Linked DNA regions of Mus musculus: regions 2, 3 and 4 are each linked to region 1. A link is a contact called in public ChIA-PET, HiChIP or PLAC-seq and Micro-C data. All regions are on one chromosome and are shown on one strand. Each heading gives the region's core, a stretch centred on a gene start, on an enhancer-like site or on the middle of the called end of the contact. The rest is flanking DNA. Distances are from core to core; before and after follow the strand shown.

What was found. Hi-C and Micro-C count contacts between places; a contact is called where the count stands out from the background. ChIA-PET counts read pairs in DNA pulled down with a chosen protein or histone mark. HiChIP or PLAC-seq counts read pairs in DNA pulled down with a chosen protein or histone mark.
Region 2: a contact with region 1 is called in an H3K4me3 HiChIP or PLAC-seq map of embryonic stem cells, with 2.5 times the contacts expected there. The contact joins the enhancer-like site here to the promoter of Plxnc1 in region 1. A contact is called at or near these places in 2 of 39 promoter capture datasets (cranial neural crest and embryonic stem cells), 13 of 115 datasets of contacts at active chromatin or transcription factors (astrocytes, bone marrow-derived macrophages, embryonic basal ganglia and 7 more) and 1 of 9 other capture datasets (embryonic stem cells).
Region 3: a Micro-C map of embryonic stem cells shows a contact between it and region 1, with 5 times the contacts expected there. The contact joins the promoter of Socs2 here to the promoter of Plxnc1 in region 1. A contact is called at or near these places in 5 of 39 promoter capture datasets (the SN4741 cell line, cranial neural crest, embryonic stem cells and 2 more), 7 of 484 Hi-C or Micro-C datasets (bone marrow-derived macrophages, cerebral cortex, embryonic stem cells and 1 more), 14 of 115 datasets of contacts at active chromatin or transcription factors (astrocytes, craniofacial prominence, embryonic basal ganglia and 9 more) and 2 of 9 other capture datasets (liver and macrophages).
Region 4: a contact with region 1 is called in an RNA polymerase II ChIA-PET map of memory CD8 T cells, with 15 read pairs. The contact joins the promoter of Cradd here to the promoter of Plxnc1 in region 1. A contact is called at or near these places in 2 of 39 promoter capture datasets (the HPC-7 cell line and neutrophils) and 4 of 115 datasets of contacts at active chromatin or transcription factors (bone marrow-derived macrophages, embryonic stem cells, fibro-adipogenic progenitors and 1 more).

What each region holds. Positions count from the first base shown.
Region 1 is chr10:94,943,075-94,946,629 of GRCm38.p6, forward strand. It overlaps Plxnc1 (plexin C1), which reads right to left and starts at 1,771. Exons shown (of 31, transcript NM_018797.3): 1 at 443-1,771. The coding sequence starts at 1,504.
Region 2 is chr10:95,452,570-95,456,124 of GRCm38.p6, forward strand. No RefSeq gene overlaps it. Among named protein-coding and RNA genes, the nearest start is that of 5730420D15Rik, 37 kb to the left of the region's middle. Within about 2 kb of position 1,967, at least 11 of the 459 cell types and tissues checked have an H3K27ac peak or open chromatin away from gene starts, as enhancers often do. A contact at or near this core is called in embryonic stem cells, where this site is marked.
Region 3 is chr10:95,414,976-95,418,530 of GRCm38.p6, forward strand. Socs2 (suppressor of cytokine signaling 2) reads right to left here and starts at 1,882. Exons shown (of 3, transcript NM_007706.4): 1 at 1,643-1,882; 2 at 1-216. 5730420D15Rik (RIKEN cDNA 5730420D15 gene) reads left to right here and starts at 2,400. Exons shown (of 5, transcript NR_045339.1): 1 at 2,400-2,704.
Region 4 is chr10:95,321,742-95,325,296 of GRCm38.p6, forward strand. It overlaps Cradd (CASP2 and RIPK1 domain containing adaptor with death domain), which reads right to left and starts at 1,968. Exons shown (of 3, transcript NM_001330138.1): 1 at 1,728-1,968; 2 at 845-1,148. The coding sequence starts at 1,142.

The DNA.
Region 1 (3,555 bases), core at 521-3,020:
AGCCAGAGATTGGAAGGTGGGGTGGGTGGAGGGGGGGGGCACAAAGGCCGGGGTGTGGCGGCGAGTCTTTTAGGTTCGATAGCTTTTTCTGTAAGGGCATTAGTAACTGTTAGCTCAAAGGGTCAAGCCCACATGTCCACTGAGACTCTGGTCTGGAGAAGCGGTTAGGAACAGAGGATAGCCCGGGCCCGGGGGGTTGGGGGGAGCTCAGTCCTAAACAAGCGCCCGCATTTGTACTAAAAAGATGAGAGGCAGCCACTAGAGTTTTGAACCTCCCTCCAATCCTCCCCGCTACCCCGTCACCCTTTCTACACGCTCCCTTTGGGGACCCCAGACTGTGCTTTAGAGTAGCCTGCAATCTCGGCCAGTCGGTGGTGTAGTGAACCTGAGACTTGGTAAGTGTCACCCAAGACTCCATCTGAACCCCGGGGGCTGGACTTACGCAGTTGTGCTCAGTCGCTTGAAAGTCCCAGCTGCAGCTCCTGGCGTGCGCCTGGATCTCACTCATCCTGAAGAGGCAGAGAGCCGTGGTGGCGGGGGAGCGCCTCTCCTGGCCCTCTCCAGTGGCCGCGCTGAACACGCCGGCCCAGATGTCCACAGCCTCCACCAGGCTGGAGGAAAGCAGTAGGCGGCGGCCCTCAGGGTGGCCGTGGTCGCAGTCGAGGGCAGCCTGGCCCTGGAACAGCACCTCTGTGCTCTGCGCGATGCGCGCCATGCTGGGCCAGCCGGTGGCAGCGCCACTCGTGTAGTTGTAGGGATAGTAGGGGAAGTAGACACTGCCGTTCCAGAGAAAGGCGTCCACGAAGTGCAGGCTGCCCGCACTACCGCGCAGTTTCAGGCGGCCCAGCTCCTGCGTGGCCAGACTGCGCCCCTCCGTGTTCTTGAGCGCGATAGCCGTGTCGCGATCGGATGCTGCGGGGTTGCAGCGGTTCGCGGTCTCCGGCTCCGGCAGCACATAGGTGGCGGCCACCGCCAGGTACCAGAGGTCGGTGCCACTCGCGCGGTACACCACACCAGCCGTCGAACCCTGCGGGTGACATGACACCACCTCGGTGCCGTTGCGCAGGGAGCTGCGGTTCAGGTTGCCCAGGGGCCGCACCTCGCAGGCGCCCCGGTCGAAGGTCCAGCCGGTGAGCAGCAGCCCCTCGAGGCCGGTCGCCCCCTCGCGGTAGGGCAGCAGTAGCTTGCTGAAGCTGCTCCCGGGCCGGGGCCGCGCGGGGGGCGCCAACGAGACGGGCTCCGTGCAGTTGCCCGCTTGGTCCCGGTATAGGCGAGAGAGCCTGTTCTTCAGGCTGTAGTCCAGCTGGTCCAGGCAGCTGCCGCTCGCCACGAACACGCCGTCCGCCCGGCTCGCCGCGATGGCTCCGATGGCTTGCTCAGATCGCCACACCGGCTCGTCCGCGCCCCGGGCGGGCGCTGCCAGCGCCAGCAGATAGGCGATCAGGGGCAACGGTGCGGCGGGGTACGGGGGGCGCGGCGGCGTCTTCCTCCGGGAGACCTCCATGGGGCTAGGGGGGCCGCCCCCGGGCAGGGCGCGCGGCAGCTCGGGCAGCTCAGGCGCGCGGCGACGGAGACGCGGGCGGCGGTGGCGGCGGCGGCGGCTCCTGCGCGCGCTCGGGCTCCCGCGGCCGCCCCATCCCCGCGGCTCGGCCGGGAAGGAGTGCAGGGAGGACGGCGCGCGGCGGGCTCGCTCCGGCAGCCTGTGCCGCGGCGGCAAGCCCTGCGCGCTCCGGAGACGCTTCCTCCTCGTCCGCCTTCGCCGGAGAGTTCCTCTGTGCGGCGCGGGCGCTCGCGGGGAGGCGCGGAGGGGAAGGGAGGGGACGGGCGGAGGGGAGCGAGGCGGGCGGGGAGGGCTGGAGAGGTTGGGTGCGCTTGTGCGTTTCACTTTCCCATTGTGAAAGTGGGATGCAACTGGCCCCTTCCTCATCCTCTTCCTCCTCCGCCCTCCGCCTCTCGCCCGCCCTCCCTCCACGCCCATCTCCCCTCCCTTCTTGATTCGGTGAGATCGGGAGGAGGGAGGTCTCGTAATTTGGGTTACTGTGTAGGTGGCCTCTTTCATCTATTCATAACAAAGCTGAGCCGCCTGCCGCGGCCGCCGCGGCTGCCACCATCGCCCCTTGCTCGCCCCGGGTTCCCCCGGCGCCGGAACCGCGCACCGAGCTGGCTCCCGCGCTCCCCAGCCCGCGGGGCTGCTCCAACGCCCGGGTTTTGTTTACGAGAGCAGCCCCGGGCAAACGCGAGGCTCGCGGAGCCAGGACCCAGGGTCGAACGGGTTGCGGCGGAGGCCCAGGGCTTGAGCCCCTGGGAGGCTGCCAGGGCGGCTGACAGGTGTGGAGCGGCGGGAGGGGGGCCTGAGAGATGCGCCAGGGGGCTGGGGCCAAGCGGGAGGCGGCTGAGGGGGACCAAGACGCCCCTGTGACCGGGGGTGGGTTTCCCTCGGTCAGAGTGAGGTAGGAGAAAGGCGCCACACTCTCGTTGTGGACAATCCCTCGGGCCAGAGCTCTCATATTTGAAAAGGCTCCCTGGTCTCCCTTGGCAACGGAGTCCCAGGCTCTCAGATATAGCACTTAGAAAGTTCTGCTCACTATCTAACCCTAGTGACAAAAGCTAACATTTATTGAGAACTTGCTCCGTTCTGGGCATAGTTCTAAATGCACCATGTAGATTTTGATTCACTTGATGCTTGGGACAAACAGTATTAATTAGTGACTTGTATCAACCCTACTCGGCTTTTGAGAAAGGTCTTGGAGAAGCTATGGAACCTGCCCGGGTACAGCTGTTAGCAAATAGCACAGCAGAGATTCGAATCCACACCTCACACCGGAGCCTCTTACAGGTTTCTTGCTAGTCCAGTGCCACCTGTGGCCACTAAACTACACTCCCCAGAGAATAAAGGCAAAGGTACATTGGGCTCAGCAGCCAGGGCTCGCATCTCAAGAGTCCGGAGCTCTCTTATGTTTCTAGAGGGGCTCCCTCCACCACTTCATCCAGGTAGCAACTGTCAGCTGGGGTGCTCCCCCCTTCCCCCACCTCGCAAGCCACCGAGAATTTCTGGAACAGAAAGATCACTGTGCTCTGGGGAGCAGGCAAGCTCATGTTTTCTCAGAAGTGGGCTTCCCAGAGGCAAGCCTTGGTGCCTTCAACTCTGTGGTGAATGGAGAGGGAGCTAAAGACCCGTATGGGTCCTTAAGAAATGATCTGCATTCTTCCTAGATCTTCCTAGGACTGCAACTGGTTGCTGTGTGATCTTCTCTTCTTAGCTCCAAGTCAGCCAAGCTCTGGATAGGAATCTGTATTGTTTTTTAAGGGGGCTCTGAATGAGCTTCCTCACAGGTCACCTGCTGCAGGTTTTACACTTCCACAGAACTGCTTAGATCTGTTCCTCCCGCTGCTGAGATGGGAGCTTCGAAAGGCAGAAGGGAGGAGAAGGAACTGGGCAAGAAGCTTGAAAGTCTAATCTAGATGTACAGTACAGTATTAGGGGGTGGGTGTAGCTCAGCCAGGCCTTGACTTCCATTCTCTCTGCTGTACACACACACACACACACACACACAC
Region 2 (3,555 bases), core at 717-3,216, 510 kb after region 1:
CCTCCTATCGGGCTCTCCCCACAACTTCCCCTTTTCCCTAGATCCATCACCCTTCACCTCCCCTCAGAAAAGAGCAGGACGAGCAGGGGCATCCACCAAACATGGCATAACAAGCTACGATAAGACCAGGCACATGTTCTCACATCAAGGATGGATGAGGCCATCCGGTAGGAGGATAAGAGTCCCACAAGTAGGCAGACGACTCAGAGACAGCCCTGTTCCCTTTGTTAGGATTTCCACAAGAACACCAGGCTATGCAACCATAACACACATGCAGAGGACCTCGGTCAGACTCATATAAGCTCTCCAATCTCTGTGAGCACACATGAATCCCAGTCAGGTGATTGAATCATTTTCTTGAAGTTTCCAAAAATGGTAACACTTTCTTCAACATTCACAGTATGGGAGGTGCTGCGGGAAATATTTTTTTTTAAAGGGCCCAGCACAGTCCCACAAGTTTGCTGGCAATTCTCGGCCCCATGGCAGTCCGTCCCATGGGCTCTGTCTCTACCTGCCAACTCTCTGGCGGGGGCCAGAGCTCCCGAGTTCCTTTTGCTGTCACACCAACCCCACACCACAACTGTCCACCCCATGGTCAGCCACCACAACACCCATTTACCAGGTAGAAGCAAAACTCGTGAAGCTTATAATTAACCAATCAGATTTATGTATCAATAAATTCTCAATTTACAAGATGCCAGTACAATAATTTCAGAGCCAAATGATAATGACGAAAGCTTTATCCCAATTATTCTCACCTTGTGATATCAGAACTACCTGTGGCGGTTAAAGCCACTCTGGTTCCTGTCCACTTCTATCTCAGGCTTCCCTTTCTCGCTGAGACATTCTCTGTCTTTGCAACTCTTAGCTCCGCCTCTCTTTTCCCTGTCCAATCACAGGCCTCCTGCTGCCCTAATATGATTGGACAAGGAAAATCCTGCGACAGGGAGGACCTACATAGTGTGGCACAGGTTTCCTTGCTTCAGAGGTAGGGATGACTCTAGGCTTCCATTACTGTGTTCTGATCTACCTGTTTAACACTCTATTTATAGCTAACCAGTTTCCACTTAACAGGTGTTGCCCTTGATTCAGAATATGGCTTTCAACCCACTGCCCTTTTACACACACACACACACACACACACACACACACACACACACACACACACACACCACACATACACCACATACCACACACACAACACATGTCAGTCTTCTATATCTAGTTTCGTTACATCTCTTCAGACACTGCAGTACAGATTGGCCAGGAGCTACTTTCTTAAAAATGAACTAAAATAAACAAGCAGATGCTTTTCAAGAATGCCCAAGATTGCGGTCTTAAAAATAGAAAACTGGGCTTAAGTAGCAGGTGTCCCAAATGAGTCTTTGAATTGAGGCTAATGAGGTAGAAATGTTTCTAACTTCGCGCTTAACAAAACAGAGAAAGAAGGAAATGCTTATAAAATTTTAGAGACCCTTAAGCCACCCTCTCAGAAAACATGCATGCTCTCTGTCTCTGTCTCTGTCTCTGTCTCTCTCCAAATGGTCAATAACTATTATTAACAAAAGGTTCTTTGTATAAAACCCTTTCTTGATACTAGAAATGTATCCGGCTACCACTAAGAATGTCCTTTGTAAGCTACACTCAAGGTCACGTTCAGGATTTCATGTTGTCTTTATCCTCTTCCCCTCTGTATAATTCCAGAAGTGTCATCTCTACCTAGGATACTTTTAAAAAATGCTAATCTTTATTTCTCTGGCTATTTTTTCATTATAAGTAATAATAATAAGATCCAGAGCCAAGAAGAGGTTTCCCAACCTCTGGCCATCAGATGCCAAGATTTCTAGACACTGGTGGCTTTCTTATGGTGGCAGAGCCAATGCCTCAGGAAAGACAGTACTGAGGGGTAGAGTGAGCAAGGCACAGGTCACAGGGCTGCTAGGGTGGGGGGTAAGAACCCGCCCCTTTTACAGCCTGCTTGCAGAAGTCTGCCCGGCCTCGCAGGAAGGAGAGACTTTGTGTTGGGATACTGGGCTACCTCTGGGCAGGCTGTAGAGGGGAAAGAAATGCTTCAACCAGCCTGGTCAGGATACAATCACTTTCTCAACATTGCCAGAAGATGTACTGTAGTCCTAGGAAAATGTATAATCACCAAATTATAATCATCTGGTGATTCTGGCTGGGGAAACGCCTCCGTTTTGAGATTTTCATGATTAAGAGAGAAAGCACATTGGGCAGGAGGTTTTTCTTTCTGTCCAGTAATGTTTCATGGTCTTCTTGCTGACACTGATGATTCCCAGATCAAAGTTCTGCGCTCCTATGATACTCCTTACCGTTCCCCTCTTCCTGCAAAGAGGCTTTCTCAAGGGGTCCACAGGCTGGAAGTTTTTAATCACCAAAGCCTAAGAGACGAATACCCTGGCCCTTGAACATGTTCGGAAAGAACCAGACCATAGAGAAGCCGAGGAGGGGTTGAGGGTGAGGCCATGTAATCTCTCCAGATCATTTAAAATAATTATTTCTGATTATAAAGTGATACTCGATGGGAATGGTGGCACACGCCTTTAATCCCAGCACTCGGGAGGCAGAGGCAGGTGAATTTCTGAGTTCGAGGCCAGCCTGGTCTACAGAGTGAGTTTCAGGACAGCCAGGGCTTCACAGTGAAGCCCTGTCTCGAAAAATCAAAAATAAATAAATAAATAAATAAAAATAAAGTGATACGCATTCATGTATTCACAGGGCAAATATTTATCTATAATCGCAGGCCCTTTTCTAGATATGTTTTTCACTGGAATCTTTTTTATATTATTACACTATCTTCACCAACATTGGATTTAACACAATATTTTATGGTAGACTGTCTCCCTTTTTTTTAAAGAATCAAGTTCATTTCCAATTTCTCCATCATGTAAATAATATAGCAATGACCTTCCTTGGATATACTGTAGTTGCCCCTTTATCTATGGTTTTAGTTTCTGTGCGTTTGTTCCATGGAATCAGTCATAGTCCGAAAACATTAAATGGAAAATTCTAGAAGTAACCAATTCATAAGTCTGAAATAACTTTTATTACAGGGTAGTACACTCACTCTATGTGTTACTAGTTCTTTTAGTTAATACCTTATTTTGCCCAACTTATAAATTAAGCTATCATAGGGATGGATAGTGAAGAACAAGTATAGTTGGTATCAAGCTTGGTACAGTCTGCAGCTTCAGATGGCACTGGGGGTCTTGGGACTGTGATAAGCAAGGGCTGTCTACTACAGACCCTTGTCTGTGTTTATTACTAACTATTTTACTTATTTATTTATTTTGGTTCTTCGAGATAGCCCTGTAGACCAGGCTGGCCTCGAATTCAGAAATCTGCCTGCCTCTGCCTCCTGAGTGCTGGGATTAAAGGCGTGCGCCCCCACGCCCGGTTTACTAACTCTTTAAAATAATCGTGTAAGAATAGAATTACTGCCTGTATTGGTTACCTTTCTGCTGCTGGGCTAAAACACTAGGACTGAGACAAGCTATAAAAGAAAGAGCTGACTTGTTTGCAGATCCTGAAGTT
Region 3 (3,555 bases), core at 632-3,131, 470 kb after region 1:
TGAGTCAACACGTCCCAGACAGCTGGTCGCCCGAGCTGGGGCCAGTGGACCTCGCGTGCTGCCTGGAAGTCACAGGGTACCCCAAAACGAGAGTGTGCAGGGTGTCCGAAATGGTGGCGGAGGGGGAGGGGACTGGAAGCGGCTGGTTCTTTTTCTCCAAATTCCGGCAGAATGGTGTGGCAAAGTCTCTCGCAGACACTGTCACCCACAGATCGCCTGTGAAGAAACAATGGAACAGAGATTGGGTCAGTCTGGGCTGAACCCCTACGGCCGAGGTGGGGGTGGGTAAACAGACACGTGGAAAATCCCAGGGACTCCTCCGCCTGCGTGTTCTGTACCATTTAACCCCGAGCATCCAGCTAACGCCCTGCCCAACTCTGGGGAAAGACGGGTAAAAAGGGCAGAGATCCAAGACACTAAAGTTGGCCGGAGTAGAGGGGTGAGGAGGGAGACAGGATGAGAGTAAACAAGGTGTTTTCCCGCCGAAGAACTGTGTGCTGGAATTACACACAGGCAGCCCAGGAAACAGTCACCTGCGGGTCCGGATGGATAGGCCTTTGTCATGGGCAAGTGGGGGGTGGGGGTGGGGGGGAAAACATTACACAAAGAACCGGGCAGTTCTCTGCACTTGGCATTTCCATCTTACATTTCGAGCAGCCCCAGGGCCCTTGGGAGGATGCATCCGGCAAAACCTGGTTCCACGCCCTAAAGCGCCGCAGGGCTCCTGGGTCGCCAGCCGAGGGTGCTGCGGTGCGCTAGCGGCGCGCCAGCCGCTGCATCCCTGCCTCGGAGGCGGCCTCACCCCCACTCCTGCCGCTTCCTGGAGCACGCTCCAGACGAGGATGGGGGGCTCAGCGGCGGTCGCTCCAAAACGCGGACCGCGGCTCCTGCGGCTGCCGCCGCGGGCGCTGTCGAGGAATCGGCCGGAGCGTGCAGCCCCCGCCGGAGCTCCAAATGAGGCCGGGGCTGAGCCCGCAACAGCGAGCGCAGCGGGCCATGCCATCAACTGGGACTGAGGTCTTACCTCCACCGCCGCGACTGCCGCCTCCGCACTAGGCAGCCTCCCCAGCGGACAAGGGGCGGGGGAGCCAGGGGGCAAGGAGGGGTGTCCGTCTGAGTTCCCCGGGTGACGTTTATTTGTGGAAGGAGATGCCTGGGGATGCAATCGGCTCTGCGCTCAGTAAAAGCAACCGAGTTTTTCTGCGCCAAAGGCAGACAAAAATCCCAGGGATCGTCGCCTAGCTTCCCCCCCCCCTCTCCGCCCCAGGCTGACACCCCTGCTCGCCAGTGCCGGGTTTCCCTCCAGTTGAAGCGGAGGAGATGGGAGAAAGAGAAGGGGTGGGGTGGGGGAGCAAGGGCGGAGGCTGGCGGGGAGGAGCGGGAGATCAGGTTATTAGGATTATAAATTTGGGTAGCAGTTGTTGGGGGGTGGGGGTGCTCGGAAAATTTCCCGAGACCGAGAAGGAACCCGGGAGAGAGGAGGCAGTTGAGTCCGGATGGGGCAGAGCCCCGACTTGAACTCTCCCGGGGCGCCCTAAACTGCGGACGCCCAGGCGGTCCGCCGCCGCCCCCGTGCTCGCACCCCGCCGCCCTCCCGGCCACTGTCCCCCCGGGCGGAACCTTCGGGCTTCGCGAGCGGTACCTGCCGCAAGCTTCCGGGCTCCGGGCACAAGGGATCTTGAGGGCGCGCGCCTGGAGTCCCGGCGCGCACTGTCCGAGACCCGCGCAGCGTTGGCGGCTGCGGGAGGAAAGGCTCATGCTTCAGGGGGGAAGCCCAAGGCCCGGGAGCCGCAGAGGCGGCGAGACTTGGCAAGAGTTAACCGTCTGTCCCCGGAGCCGAGTGTGCGCGCGACTTCCCAGCCCGACGCGCCTCCCTCGCTCCCCGCCTCCCGCCCCTCGCGCCCCGCCCGGCCGCGGCGGAGGCCGCTTTCCAGGAACTTTCCAGGAATCCGCCTCACGTGACCGCAGCCCCCGCCAGCGCTTTAAAGAGGCCCCGGCCGCTAATGCGCAGGCTTCAAGGGAGCCGGGTGGAGAGAGCCGGTGCGGGTGCTGGTGCTGGTGGCTGCGGGGTGGAAGCCTGCGACTCCGCCCTCCTCTGACCCTGCACCTCGGGGTGCTCGGGAACAAGGAGAAGTCCCCAGCCAATGCCTATTAAGCCACCAGTACCTGCCCCTGTGTCTGCAACAGCTGAGCACCTCGGTCCCGCGAATAGCAGCCCCTCTTCTCCCCAGCCCTCCACGTAGGAGGGAACCTTTAGGCCAGCCATCCACCCCGCTGTGCGCCTGCCAGACGCGACCCTCCTCTCCTCCATGTGGGATGCAGGACCAGCGTGCGGGAAGGGGGCGGGGCTCAGATGTCCGTCCCTCCCTCTCTAAGACACACACAGAGCTAGAGCTAGCACGCCACTGCCCAGGTCGACTACCACTCCCGGGCACCTCGGGAAGCGAACCAGAGACTGTCCCCTCCGCCAGCATCCTAGAAGGCCAGGAAAGAGACGAGCTGAGCGCCTCCTTAAAGCTGCGCAGACTGCCCTCAATCCCTCCCCCCTGGAGCTCCAACTGGTAGTCCCCTGCATCAGCCTTGCCCAGCTTCTCCTTTCCTCCTCAGCTCAACTCCTGCTTGCCCTTCGGGAGACCCACCCTGGCCACCCTACAGAGGAGGTGCCCTTACCTGTGCCCGGGTGGGGTGCGGGGTCACAGGCCTGGTGCGTTTGTCTCTGTGAATCCTTGCAAAGCCAGGGACCCGGAGTTCGTATTGATCCCAGTACTTCTTTCCTATTGGGACCCTCACCTCCCACTCTGTAAGAGGCCACCTAGCCTCCGCGCCGGCATCCAGGCACGCCGGCTCCTGAAACGTGACCCACTTTGAATGTGACCTACTTTTTTTTTTTTTAACAGAAAAACAAAAACAAAAAAAAAACACTCATGGGAAAACCGGATTCGAAATTTCGATAACCATTTTTCTTTGAAATACTGTTCTGTTGCCCCACTGCTCAAAAGCTTGAAAGGTCAATGGCCACTTTTAGTTGAAGCTGTGTCTATGGGGAAGTTGGGCAAGGGTGGCCAGGAGAGGTTGAGAGAGGCGCGGCTTCCAAGCCTTGCCTGGTGCCCCGCCTGCCGGCCCTGGAAGGAAACACAACACGACCGGCCAATTCCAAGGCCCCGAACCAATTTTTATCCACAGTAATTTTTTTCCTCTTAAATAATTCTATGCACTTACAGAATGGTGAACGCGAGGGGAGGACATAAGCCAGCTTACAGGGGCTTTGTCAGCGATAGATTCGTATGTGTGGCCGCGGAGGGGGGAGGCTGTTTTCCTGGAATCTTTGATGGGAAGGATGCCTCTTACTCAAGTTTTAGAAAGCCTGTGTAAAGCCAGGGAGTAACTTAGCAGGATGCTTACCTTCTTTAGGTCCCTAACGTTTTCTGTAAACTTAAAAACAAGATGTCGGTGAAAGGTTAGCATGAACGGACAGGCGGATCCCTCTGGAGTTCTGTGTAGTGAGTTGGAGGCCCAAGTTAAACTTTTTAAGCCTCTACAATGTGCAGGGATAAC
Region 4 (3,555 bases), core at 718-3,217, 380 kb after region 1:
TGATTTGGTTTGGCTTGGTTAACTTTCCATTTTATTATTTAAAAAAAAAAATTAATCTTTCTAGGTCAGTCCCTCATCTTTGTGAAAGAGCAGTATATCTGGGAGGAGTTGAAGAAAACAGTGATTTATACCGCAGCACCTTCCTCTCACAAGCACCAAGCTGTTTCTTTTCAGATCACTGCTTCCAGGGATTTTTTTTCCTGGAAAAAAATCAAAATAAGATCCGCCCCCCCCTCGCACCCCCAAATTACTGCCCTTGCAAAATAAAATTCCCCAGGTGTCTGCACAGAGCTGAATTTTAAAGGGCCACTTTACACCAACAGCCTTTAAAAACAAACTAAAGGCAGGCTTCAAAATAATCCCCTTGGCCTTGGAGGCTGGCTGTGGGGACAGGTGCAGGACATGCCTTCCTAGAGGCTGTCTCCCATGATCTGACCTCCTCCAGCTGGCAGCTTGGCACCCCACAAATCAGTTATCAGTAGGCCAAAGCCTGCATTCCCATCTGCGCTTTCCAAACGGTTCCTGTTGCCAAAGGGCTCAGATTGACCTGGCTCTCCGATGAGAACAAGCCTCCCATGTGACTTGCCAAGTTCCCCTGGAAGCATGTCTAAATTGTACTCTCAGTTCCCTCCTTAACCCCTCAGCCTCAGGGTTCATGTTCCCTTCCTTCCTCGAGTTTCCTAACACCGCCTCCTCGTCTTGACCCTCCGACGCCATGCCCTCTGCATCCAAACCGTTGCCCATGCTCGTGGCCCTGGTCCCTCCTAAAAGACCAAATTCCAATCCACTGGGCATGGTTGCAACACTTCCAGAGCTGTTTTGAGGGGATCTCTTTGGGGCCTACCTGTAGGCAGCTCGGCTGTGACTTCCTCTCTCGCCTTCTCCAGCTTCTCTCTTACCCAGGGAAATTCCTGGAGGGAATCGAGGAAGGTGTCAAAAGCTTTGGGGCCCCTGGAAGGCAGGATGTCCAGCAACAGCATTGTCTTCCGGAGGCCTGTGGTTTGAGCTTTGATTTCTTGAATGTGGTTTTCTGTCAAAATTCCTTCCTGGTAAAGGTACTGAAGAACCAGTCCTTCCACCAGTACCTCGGCACCCAGCTCCAGACGCAGGGAGCGGAGTACCTGCTTGTCTCTGGCTTCCATTTCTTCCTGGAAAGAGCCAAAATGAGCACCTAGGTTTCAGGAATGCTGATGGACACCCCCCCCCCCAAAGTCAGTGTATTGCTGCAAACTCATTAATGAGCACCTCAAAAATCAGTCAGGTCTTTATATCTTAAGAGGCTGCTGAGCCACGGTGTTTCCTAAGCGGCTGTTAAGCCAAACCACGGATATTTCAAACACTTCCCGGCATAATGAACGACACTCATTATGGATGTTTCTACCTCTGCTTCTCACGATAATGGGGCCCTATTTCAATTCCTTGTGCAGTAAGAGAGCCAACAGAAAACAGATCTGATCCCTTACTTAAAATGCAATCCCTAAGGATTACAGATTTATTAATCTATTTATATTATTATATAAAATTAAATGCTAGAAAATAGTGGATTTCAATATTGCTTTGCCAGAGTTAGTCCAGCACCCACGCTTTAGAAACTGCTAAAAAGCACCAGGGACATTTATTTATAGACCCTGACCAGCAATAGAAGACAGTCCGGAGGAAAGAAGTTTATAGAGCATTCAAAGAAAGGACAAGCACCCTCAAGAAAATGAGTGTTTGTGTGCCTTTACCGATAAGCCTCACAAGAATTCGGAATGTGGGTCGCAGTAGGGCCGTGAGCACGCATGCATGGGACACTGAATGAGCTCAGGTCGCTAGTGTGCTGCGGGGTGGCTTGCGGTGGCAATGAAGGCAAGGGGAGCAAGGGTGGCGGGCGGGGCTTCTGCCACCCTCAGCCCACACAAGCGGGACGTCGGATCCCAGCCTTGCTCGCGATCTTCCGCCAAATCGGGAGGTGGCAGGTGAGGAGGGCGTGGGTGACCGTTTTGTTTTGTTTTGTTTTGGCAGCGTGTTTCCATTTGGAACTTGTAAAAAGTTCCCTGTCTCGGCAGCTGAAAGCCGTGGTTGTGGCACAGTTAGAGCTACCGACGATTTTCACGGTAAATGAAGCCGCAGACTGTCCTCTCGGAGGAAACCGACCCCCGGCACCGCCACCCGAACCCCGGTCCAGCCCCCGGGAGAGCCGCGCAGGGGCGATGTCGCCACGGCGCGGGGACAGCGAGAGAAGATGGAGTCATCTTACTTACGTCTGCGACCACGTACCGTTTAAAAAAAAAAAAAAAAAGAATAACTAAAACTACAACCGGAATCCAGACTGCTAGGGAACCTGTACCATAAAGACCATCTTTGTTGAGGGCAAAAGTCCTAGACAGGAAGTATTGCGACCATCTTTGTTAAAGGCAAGAGCAGGAAGTGCTGTAGCCATCTTTGTTGAGGGCGCAAGACGTCAGGTTGAAGTTTGTTCCGCCATGTTTGCTGTGGGAAAAGAGGCACACTCTCCTACATTAAAAAAGAGAGAGAGTGGTTTAAAAACTCTAAGGCAGTAGTTCTCAATCTTCCTAATGCTTTGACCTTGTAATATGGTGTCCCCCAACCATAAAATTATTTTTGTTGCTACTTCATAACTAATTTTGCTATGTTATAAATCCTAGTGTAAACATCTGTGTTTTCTGATAAGTCTTACACTGCCACTGTGAAAGGGTTGTTACAGAGCCACAGGTTGAGAACAGGTGATCTACGTTATCTAAGTGAAAGAGTAAATGAATTGTTGAATCTTAACAGAAAAAACTCCATGAGAGCCTGACTATAATAAGCTAGTCAAAAGTTAATCTAGCAGTTAAGCCCTGAGTTCAACTCCCAGTAATATACACCTACATGCACAAATTACTTCATAAAATAAAACAATTAATAAACTCATTAATTAGTTGGGTGACATGTAACAAAAAGGATGTGTGTGCTAAAAAAATTTTTTGACAATAGAAAAAGAATATTTCTACCAGTACCTCCAGTTGAAAATAAAATATCTATAAACATATCAGTAGACACTTATAAATCTCCTTCCTCAACACCTTTCAACTGTATGTGCAAACTTACAATGCTAATATACTCCAGGGTTTCTATGCAGGCACTAGCTGTCTTACTGACAGTGTTTTTATGTAAGTGGTAGGAATTCTTTTTAGCATTTCAAATCATTGCAGTCTAGAGAAGCAGGAAAGTCAATTGTATCATCCAAAATCTCACAGCCAATACAGAGTAAAACCTAAATTCTAACCAAGTCCCTCTGATCTCCTGCTCTTTCCAGTACACCACACAACCATGTATGATTGACTCTATTCTTCTAATGGCAGTCAAAATATTGCTAGTGAATCACCCAACTGTCACCTCCTTGCACAAGCTTGAGCTACACAGAGGGTCCTTCATTATCTTTAGCTCTAGAATCATTGGTCTTTAAAAAAAGGAAAACAATAAAAGGTGAATAACTGTCAACAACAGCTTCGGTGATCATCCAAATGAGTATAGAGATAAATCTCTTGTGCACTGTATAAAAACATTGACCTG